Regions from separate parts of the Mus musculus genome. Here regions 1 and 3 are each linked to region 2. Evidence: chromatin contacts called from public HiChIP or PLAC-seq data. All regions are on one chromosome and are shown on one strand. Each heading gives the region's core, a stretch centred on a gene start, on an enhancer-like site or on the middle of the called end of the contact. The rest is flanking DNA. Distances are from core to core; before and after follow the strand shown.

Region 1 (2,700 bases), core at 61-2,560, 430 kb before region 2:
GGTAATCCTGCTTGCCAGTCATTGTAAAACCTTCATAGCTGTTAGGTCTCAGGACATCCATATATATCCAGAAATCCCCCAACTTCACCCCTCACATATAATACCAATATATTTCACATGACTAATTATTTAAAATGTCACTTGTTTTGTTATGTTAATCTTTGTTTACTTCCTTTTAATTAGTTAAGAAAATAGAAGGCCATGACAATACTCCACTTTCATGAGGGAATCTTCAGTTTAATTTGTCTCGTCTAGCTAACAATTATATGTTTGCATTCTCTCTCTCTCCCCCTCTCTTTCCTTTCCCTCTTCCTTTCTTCTCCCCTTCCCCTTTCCTGCCTTACCAGATTACCTAAAAGCAGATTTTTATGTTGATTAATTACATTTTTCTTCTGCTTGGTATCTGTTTCCTTTTGAAATCATAATAATGAAGTTGAACGAGGTGTTTTGGTTAGATTTGAGTACATAGTACCACGAAGCCACAGTGGAAACTGCTGGCATTGGAGAAGCAATTTCTCAAGAAATTGCACTTTTTAAAATGGTGAGTCTTTGCAGTTTAGGGAGCCGTGTCATGATGATGTAGGATCTCGCAGCAGTCTACTATTGAGATTGGGGTTTGACACTTAGTTTTGGGAAGCTGTCTAAGATGTTTTAATATGCCTAAACAGTACCCTGACCTTTGCCCAGTAAATGCCAGTATAATATCTCCAACCCTCCAAGTTGTGGCAACCAAAAACGTCTCCTGAGGCATAAAACTGCCCTCAGATAACACCCATTGTTGTAATATTATATTGCGGTTTACCTCCTTGTAGACATTAATTGAGGTATGTATATTCTTTTTTTCATCCATCTTCTTCCCTTTCTTTATCTTGTAAAAAGTTGGGGAAATTTCCATTATGATGAAGTGATCCCCCTTTGTCCTCTCACCCCTGACTCCAGAGAACTTTGGATAGAATCAGACCATTGACAAGGTCAGTACAGCTTCTAGCTCCTTGGCTGACTCTTGACTCTCAGCTCCCCTGAACCCCAAAGCATCGCCTGGGTTTGCAGAGACACAGCACACTTCAGCCCTCTGTTTCTCTCTCACTCTGGTACAACTTTAGTAATTGAAGACAAAGTAAAGCAGTTTGGCGTACAGACTGCTGGCCAAACACAATTACTTTCCATTCTGAGTGGGGCCTGGCCCAGGAGGTTTGAGAGCTCAGTATTTAGTTCTCAAAACTGCTAGCCTCAGGTGCATATACACTCCATCTAAGGCCTCCTACCTCAAGGTTTCTGGGTGTGCTTCCTCAATGGTTTCCTTTGTAGCCTTTGTCATCACGCCTGACTGCTCTTTGGACCCTTTCTGGTCTCAGTTCTCCTTTCACCTGCTAAGTGCCTGACTTTCTTATAAATGTGCATTCTCCACAGTTACAGTAAACAATGGTGGCCGCAGCAGTGTGGATCTCATGTAGTGTTCCTTCCTCTTGTGCTCCCTCACTGGCATTTCTTTTATACCAACTACCACAATTCCAAAAGTCCCTGTGTTATAGTTTTAAAGAATTACTTCTCATCAAAACCAACTCACATTTAATTCTTTTTTAATTGAAAATATTTTTCATCACAATATATTCTGATTATGGTTTTTCCTCCCCATACTCCCAGTTCTTTCCCATCTCCTCTCCCATCCAGACCCATTCCTTTCTGTCTTTATTATAAACAGCTCACTGATAATTAGTACTTGAGAATGACTTTAAGGTCCTTGAGCATCTTACCCACATTTTATCTGATTATAGGCTCTTAATCATTGGACTCTAAAAAATTTCTCACAAATTTTTAAAGGATGAATATTTCTTTTGCTTATTGGAAATAGTTCCTTCCAATACTCCTCACCTGAGCCCAGGGGAGCATGTGTCATATAACCAGATAGGTTTTCCATCAGTTATAAAATGTTTCTGTCTCTAGTAACTTTTGAAATGATATCAAAGGGGGTAGGGGGGACCAGATGGCAATCCCCAGCTTTAGGCCACACTACTGAAATGCTCAGCAATTCCCTTTGTGTGCCTGCTGGCTTTCCTTTCACCTACTTATCTATCATAGCTCCCATCCTGACAGGCTGTAAGGAAGTCCTCATCAAATCAGAACCAAGGGCCATCTTCCTCTCCTACCCAGGGAAGACAGAGTTGCTTCAGATTAAATGGTGCATCTTAAATTTTGTTTGCCCAGTCTTAATGGTTTAAATTCCTGGTTTATAATTTCACAATTGCCTTAAGGAAAGAGTGCATGAGGAAGGAAGAAAAGGGAATCATTCCTGTTTTCTATAGTTAAAATATTATTTGAGATTTCTAAAATACAAACTTTAAAATTAGGATAGATTTAGGAAGTTATACTTTATAAAATATTTTTCTATAATATCAAATAACCAACTCTTTAATACTTTGAAAAATTCAACATGATTTATAGAAATCATACAAAGACAAATATATTAAATAAGCTCAATGTATAATTTAATATAGCTTCCATTTCCTGCCAGAATGAGCAATCTGAAGAGAAACTGCATACCTCTTTGCATATCACCTTTTAAATATTAGTAATTCTAGTTTGCCAATATCATTTATCTTTAACATGGTAAATAGAACTGTAAAGCAATTTTCAAAAAACAGAAAACCAACAGCAACAACAACAAAAAGATAATATCTCAACTGCTGTTCACGTGGAACC
Region 2 (2,700 bases), core at 23-2,522:
TCAAAGTGAAGCAGTTGAGCTTGGCAGCAAATAACACCTTTACAGGCTGAGCCATCTCACCGTCTCACCGTCCCAACTGAATGGACTTGAATGGGAACAGTGTCTTCATTATTTACCGGTCAGACATAAACAGCATCCGGATCCGGTTACATCCTTAAAAACTAGCACTCTTACTCTTGCCCACCTTGCCCCTACCCTTCACTCTGTGGGCAGCCTTCTGTCTTCCTCCTTTTTAGTGGCGCGTTTTTAATAAGGCTAGCATAGAACTCAAACTCTCCTTTCTCGGTGTTAGGATTACAAGTGTGCGCCACCACACCCAGCTTCGTCTTCTGTTTTACTTAGTGCCTTCCTGGTTCTCTGTATGAGGCTCTGCCCTCTAATCTACAGGCAACCCTAGAGCAATGTCCCCATAGTCCTAACCTTAATGACTCCGGATGGCCGTGGAGTCAGCTCCAGCAGCACTCTCTCCCACTGGCTGAGAGTGGCCATACCCTTTCCTAAAACAGCTCAGAGATTACTTTAACATTCAAGCAGCAATCCATCAGAGAGATCCCAGTCTGCATTCTAGTGGCTTAGCTGGCATGTGACAACCCAAGGAAACTAACTAGGTCATGTTTTTCGTTTTCCTACACAGCTTAAACCAAGATTCCAAAAGGCTTTCTTTGTACCCAGTAGCTCCAGCAGTTGCAAATCCTCTCCAGGAGTTCCTTCAAGCCAGAATCTTTTTGGCCTCATCCGTTTCAGGCTGGAGAGAGGAAAGAAATATTTATGAGACTTGGTCTCCGCCTTGGGGAGAAATAAACCCATAATCACTACTGTGTTCTGAGACTTGAGGATCGAGAGGAACAAAGGGCATGAGTGTGCGCATGTGCGCAGCTCCACCCCTGCCCCCAACATTCCCCCAAGGGGGGCACAAATCCCTCCCCCACTGCACAGCCCTGGATCTGAGTTCTGCCTGAGTGACTGAGGGAGGACTCTCAGCAGACTGTTGGAGGCGGGAAAAGCCAGGCAGGGACATGGTTTCTGCGTGTAGACTCAGCCTGATCTCACCAGGAACTCAGGACTAGACCCTGCGTCCCAGCATCTCCTCGACTCCATCTTAAGAGTTTCGGCGTGTTGCCGGCTCCTGAACACAACTTCCTGATATACTTAGGATTTTTGGCTTTATACTTTCAAGGGAGTTCAACCACTTTCTTTCTGATCTTGTTACTGTGTCTCGTTTGCATATGTAGGTTCTAATAGCGCCATCAAAATGAACTGGGCAGGAGAGGCACCCTGGGATACTCTGCCGCGCCGCAGCGGCAGCGGCAGCTGCACAGGAAAAGTGGTGGGTAGCAAAGTCGAGCAAGATCTTAGCTGGAGACAAAGCTGGACAGGATGGTGAGAAGGCTAAAACAAGATCTCACTATATAGGCCAGGCTAGGCTCAAACTCGTGTTCCTCCTGCCTGCCTTTGCGTCTGAGTGCTCGAATTACAGGCATGTACCGCCATGCCTGGCTTGTTACTCCATTTCTTTCTTTTAATTTAAAAAAAAAAAAAAAGCTCGTGTGTCTCTTTTCCTGCGTGATGAGGGAGTGGGTGGGGGAGGGCATGTGGAGATCAAAGAACACAGCTTTGTGCAGTCGGCTTTCTCCTTTATGTCGGTTTCAGGTCGTCGTTTGCACTATGAGAGCTTTATCCACTGAAATATCTGGCTGGCCCTTGATATTCTGTTTCTTAGTGCTGTTATTTTACACCCAGAAGATTGTCCCTTTCATCTAATTTTCCAAATTCGCCAGCAGATTGCTCACAGCGATCGCATGTGCTTTTCCAATGTCTTCTAAGTACCGCTTTCCTCCCCGCGGTGCTGCCTGCCATCCATCTTGTGGTGCTGGGGCTGCGGGGATGACTTCCTGGCCATGCTTTGGAATGCCAGCCTAAATAAGCATATTGTCCCTTTACCGATAAGGTAGGAAGGGTTTACCAGTTACAGGGAGGAAGCCAGGGGTCTCACGGCTTGTAAAGGACATTTAATTTAGTTCTTTCTCCGACAGGAAATATAAGTCTGCAGAAAATACTGCCTGGTTTTGTCATTGCCTGGCTTAAAATGTCCCCCTCGCACTGAATCCAAATTACTTGGCCAGACTCACAGGATCCTAAGGAATTGGCCATCCATAAATCACCGCCCGGTGTGGAACTTAGAGCTAGCAAGAATGCCAGAGGCAAGGGCACTCTGCAAGGGAAGGGTGCCTCCACTGAGCCCAGAAGTGAGACTAAGGCAAGTGAGGTGAGCTGCATGCTAATGTGTAAAGCACAGCTGCAGACACAAACAAGCTGCAGGGCTTTTGAAGTTGTTCTCAACCTGGGGGGGGGGGGGAGACCCCTTTGGAGACCCTTTTATAAGAGTCGTCCAAGAGTATCGGAAAACACAGATGCTTACACTACAATTCATAACGGTAGCAAATTTGCAGTTATGAAGCGGCAACAAAAATAATGTTATACTTCTTGGTCACCACAACGTGAAGAATGTATTGAAGAGTGTCAGCATTAGAAAGGGCAGTTAGACCAGTTCCAGGAGCCAGGAAACATTGGCAAGTGGGGAGGGGAAGATAGGAGAGTGAGTTTTAGGCAACAGAAACTGCTAAGTGGTATGCAAATACGATAGCTCCAAGGCTGGGGGCTAGAAGCACAACAGGATCCTGACTAGATCCTAGAGGCCAT
Region 3 (2,737 bases), core at 196-2,695, 360 kb before region 2:
CTCAAAACAAATTTACATGTAGTTGATTCAGATGTGCAGTCTGATAGAGAGTTGATGTGCGAGAGTAACATAGTCATTGTTACACAAAGAAAGCAGGGAGAAAAATGAGAAACTCATAATCCTCAATGATACCATTGTTAACATGCTGATATATGCTTATTAGTTTATAATTGTTAACTATTTTTCCAAAAAAAGAAATCAGAATATGCACTGTTTTGAAACCTTTTAAAAAATATGATTTATTACAAGAATCTTCCTATTTCATTAAATAACCTTCTACAGCATCATTTTATGACAGAATTTTGTACCATTTAATATATGTGCAAGTCCAAAATGTAATTAGTTTATACACTTCATTCTGCATATGGAATTCATGTCAAGTATTCCGAAGTTGTTTTGTGACACCCCCCCCCACCCTCTCTTCTAGCCAACGTGACTTACAAATGTCACTTTCTGACTAATCCTTAAGCTTAGAATAACAATTAGTAATGCCTTATGTTTGCATGTTTGTTGTAATTGTGTACTTTTTCATCTTCTCCTGCAGGGTGCAGTACTAGCTGCTGTGTCAAGTCACAAATTCAATTCCTTCTATGGGGACCCTCCTGAAGAGTTGCCAGATTTCTCCGAAGACCCTACCTCCTCAGGTAACTGGGTAATTTGCTCTTCACCAGTGGGAATCACTTGCCATCTCTTTTCTCTTCCATTCTGAATAGTCTTTGTGGGACTATTTAGTCAAGTCCTCTGAGAGATTCTAAGGAAGTTTGTCACCCACAAAATCATACTTACATATGTCTGGTTCCTCTTTATTTGAATACCAAAACTGTCCTCTCTGAATGCTCCCAAACCAACATTATGCCAGTTTCTTTTTTACCTCAATACTTCTTCCCCTTTGTACAGTCCAAACTCTGAACTGCATTTCCTTCCCTCTATTGTTGTAGTTAGATTCACTGGATCTCGATGATCATCTTCTCCCACTGCAAAACCTTCTAATGTCCTGCTTTGTTTATTTACTTAGCTCTCTTTTGTTTATTTACTTAGCTCCTGACTCATATGTCATCTGGCCTCAGCTTTACTTCTGTTAGAGACGAAAATTTTATGTGGTGGAATTTTCCCCTCTGATTTGATTTTTTTTCTATTCTTCTTTAAACTGGCTTCTTTAATATTTGCGTATGAGCATTAGAAACTTGACTCAGGACTCGTCCTACAGCATGAGTAGTATGTCCTACAGTCAGCAGTAGAAGAGTGCTTTTCCCTGGAGGGTCTGGAATTGTCTGTCAGTGCTTAGCTTCTGCCCTCTTCTCATGCACATACAGATTCAAAAGCTCTTGCCAATCAGTATGTACCTATACCATATGCAAATGACCAGACTGAGTTTCCTAGTCCAGCAGGTGTGTGCTTCCTCCTTTTGTCTTTTACAAATCGGGATATGACTCTTCCTCTTTTGAGCAAAGGTGATTTCCAAACATATTCAGAAACTTAGAGAAGTGACTGGGCTTCCTCTTGTGCTGTGGCATGGTTGTGACTGGCCACGTCCTCTGGATCACTTCATCTCTGCCCTTCTTTTCTTCCTACTATATGTTGTTCCCATCCCCTGGACCATTTTTAGAAGTTGAACATCTCCCTCTGGCTTTCAGCATAGATTACAGTTGGCCCTATTTAGGGAACATGGATCCAGGCATAATTTTTATTTTGTATCTGTGATGACATGAAAGAGGCACAGCTTTACTATATTTAGAATAAATTATCTCTTCAGGATTTATGGTCAACGACTATCACTTTCATTTTTGAAATGAGCCTAGAAAACAGTATAGTCCTTAATCTTGAGAATTTGCCTTTAATTAATATTTTCCTCTGCCCACTGACAACTTAATAGCACCTTAAGTGTTCTTTTCCTGGAAGAATTGAAATTTTTCTTTACAAAAAGAAATTATATTTGTAAACATGCTTGCTTATATTAAATATATTTTATCACCTGGTCCTCTTTAGTATATTTTTTAAATGATTTGATTGAAACAGTTCCTTTAGTGTAAATCTATGTTTTTAAACAAGCAAACAAACAGCAACAACAACAACAAAACCTTCCACCGTCTTGTAGGCTGCCTTCAGGATTTCATATTAATTGTTTCCAATTGAACATTTCTTCTTCGCTTTCCTTTCCTGCAGTCTCACTTTGTTACATTCTTTTTTCGTCTCTTTAATTCTGGGTACGTCATGATCTTCTAAGCAGTATATATTTTATTTATTTTTTTTGATAACTTTGGGTTGGAAGGCGATTTTTTTTATTTCTTTTTTTAATTAGGTATTTATTTCATTTACATTTCCAATGTTATCCCAAAAGTCCCCCACAAGTTCCCCCACCCACTCCCCCACCCACCCACTCCCACTTCTTGGCCCTGGCGTTCCCCTGTACTGGGGCATATAAAGTTTGCACGACCAATGGGCCTCTCTTTCCACTGATGGCCGACTAGGCCATCTTCTGCTACATATGCAGCTAGAGACATGAGCTCTGGGGGTACTGGTTACTTCATATTGTTGTTCCACCTATAGGGTTGCAGATCCCTTTAGCTCCTTGGTTACTTTCTCTAGCTCCTCCATTGGGGGCCCTGTGATCCATCCAATAGCTGACTGTGAGCATCCACTTCTGTGTTTGCTAGGCCCCGGCATAGTCTCACAAGAGACAGCTATATCTAGCAGTGTATATTTTAAATGGCCATGGTAAATATCTGTAAAGGACTTT

Evidence for each region. HiChIP or PLAC-seq counts read pairs in DNA pulled down with a chosen protein or histone mark.
Region 1: an H3K4me3 HiChIP or PLAC-seq map of the 230-238 cell line shows a contact between it and region 2, with 13 read pairs. The contact joins two enhancer-like sites. A contact is called at or near these places in 5 of 39 promoter capture datasets (the HPC-7 cell line, hematopoietic stem and progenitor cells, macrophages and 2 more), 5 of 484 Hi-C or Micro-C datasets (the C10 cell line, the HPC-7 cell line, bone marrow-derived macrophages and 2 more), 13 of 115 datasets of contacts at active chromatin or transcription factors (the 230-238 cell line, the NIH/3T3 cell line, the SCID.adh cell line and 9 more) and 4 of 9 other capture datasets (adipose tissue, liver, macrophages and 1 more).
Region 3: an H3K4me3 HiChIP or PLAC-seq map of bone marrow-derived macrophages shows a contact between it and region 2, with 3 times the contacts expected there. The contact joins two enhancer-like sites. A contact is called at or near these places in 1 of 484 Hi-C or Micro-C datasets (embryonic fibroblasts) and 7 of 115 datasets of contacts at active chromatin or transcription factors (the 230-238 cell line, astrocytes, bone marrow-derived macrophages and 3 more).

The regions. Positions count from the first base shown.
Region 1 is chrX:13,669,106-13,671,805 of GRCm38.p6, reverse strand. All of the region lies in intron 5 of Cask (calcium/calmodulin-dependent serine protein kinase (MAGUK family)), which reads left to right. Among named protein-coding and RNA genes, the nearest start is that of Gpr82, 9.1 kb to the right of the region's middle. Within about 2 kb of position 1,310, at least 22 of the 459 cell types and tissues checked have an H3K27ac peak or open chromatin away from gene starts, as enhancers often do. A contact at or near this core is called in the 230-238 cell line and the SCID.adh cell line, where this site is marked.
Region 2 is chrX:13,241,128-13,243,827 of GRCm38.p6, reverse strand. All of the region lies in intron 1 of 2010308F09Rik (RIKEN cDNA 2010308F09 gene), which reads left to right. Among named protein-coding and RNA genes, the nearest start is that of 2010308F09Rik, 5.3 kb to the left of the region's middle. RefSeq lists an enhancer at 1-2,700. Within about 2 kb of position 1,272, at least 363 of the 459 cell types and tissues checked have an H3K27ac peak or open chromatin away from gene starts, as enhancers often do. A contact at or near this core is called in the 230-238 cell line, the SCID.adh cell line and bone marrow-derived macrophages, where this site is marked.
Region 3 is chrX:13,598,264-13,601,000 of GRCm38.p6, reverse strand. It overlaps Cask (calcium/calmodulin-dependent serine protein kinase (MAGUK family)), which reads left to right. Exons shown (of 27, transcript NM_001284503.1): 10 at 545-644. Among named protein-coding and RNA genes, the nearest start is that of Gm34836, 30 kb to the right of the region's middle. Within about 2 kb of position 1,445, at least 41 of the 459 cell types and tissues checked have an H3K27ac peak or open chromatin away from gene starts, as enhancers often do. A contact at or near this core is called in bone marrow-derived macrophages, where this site is marked.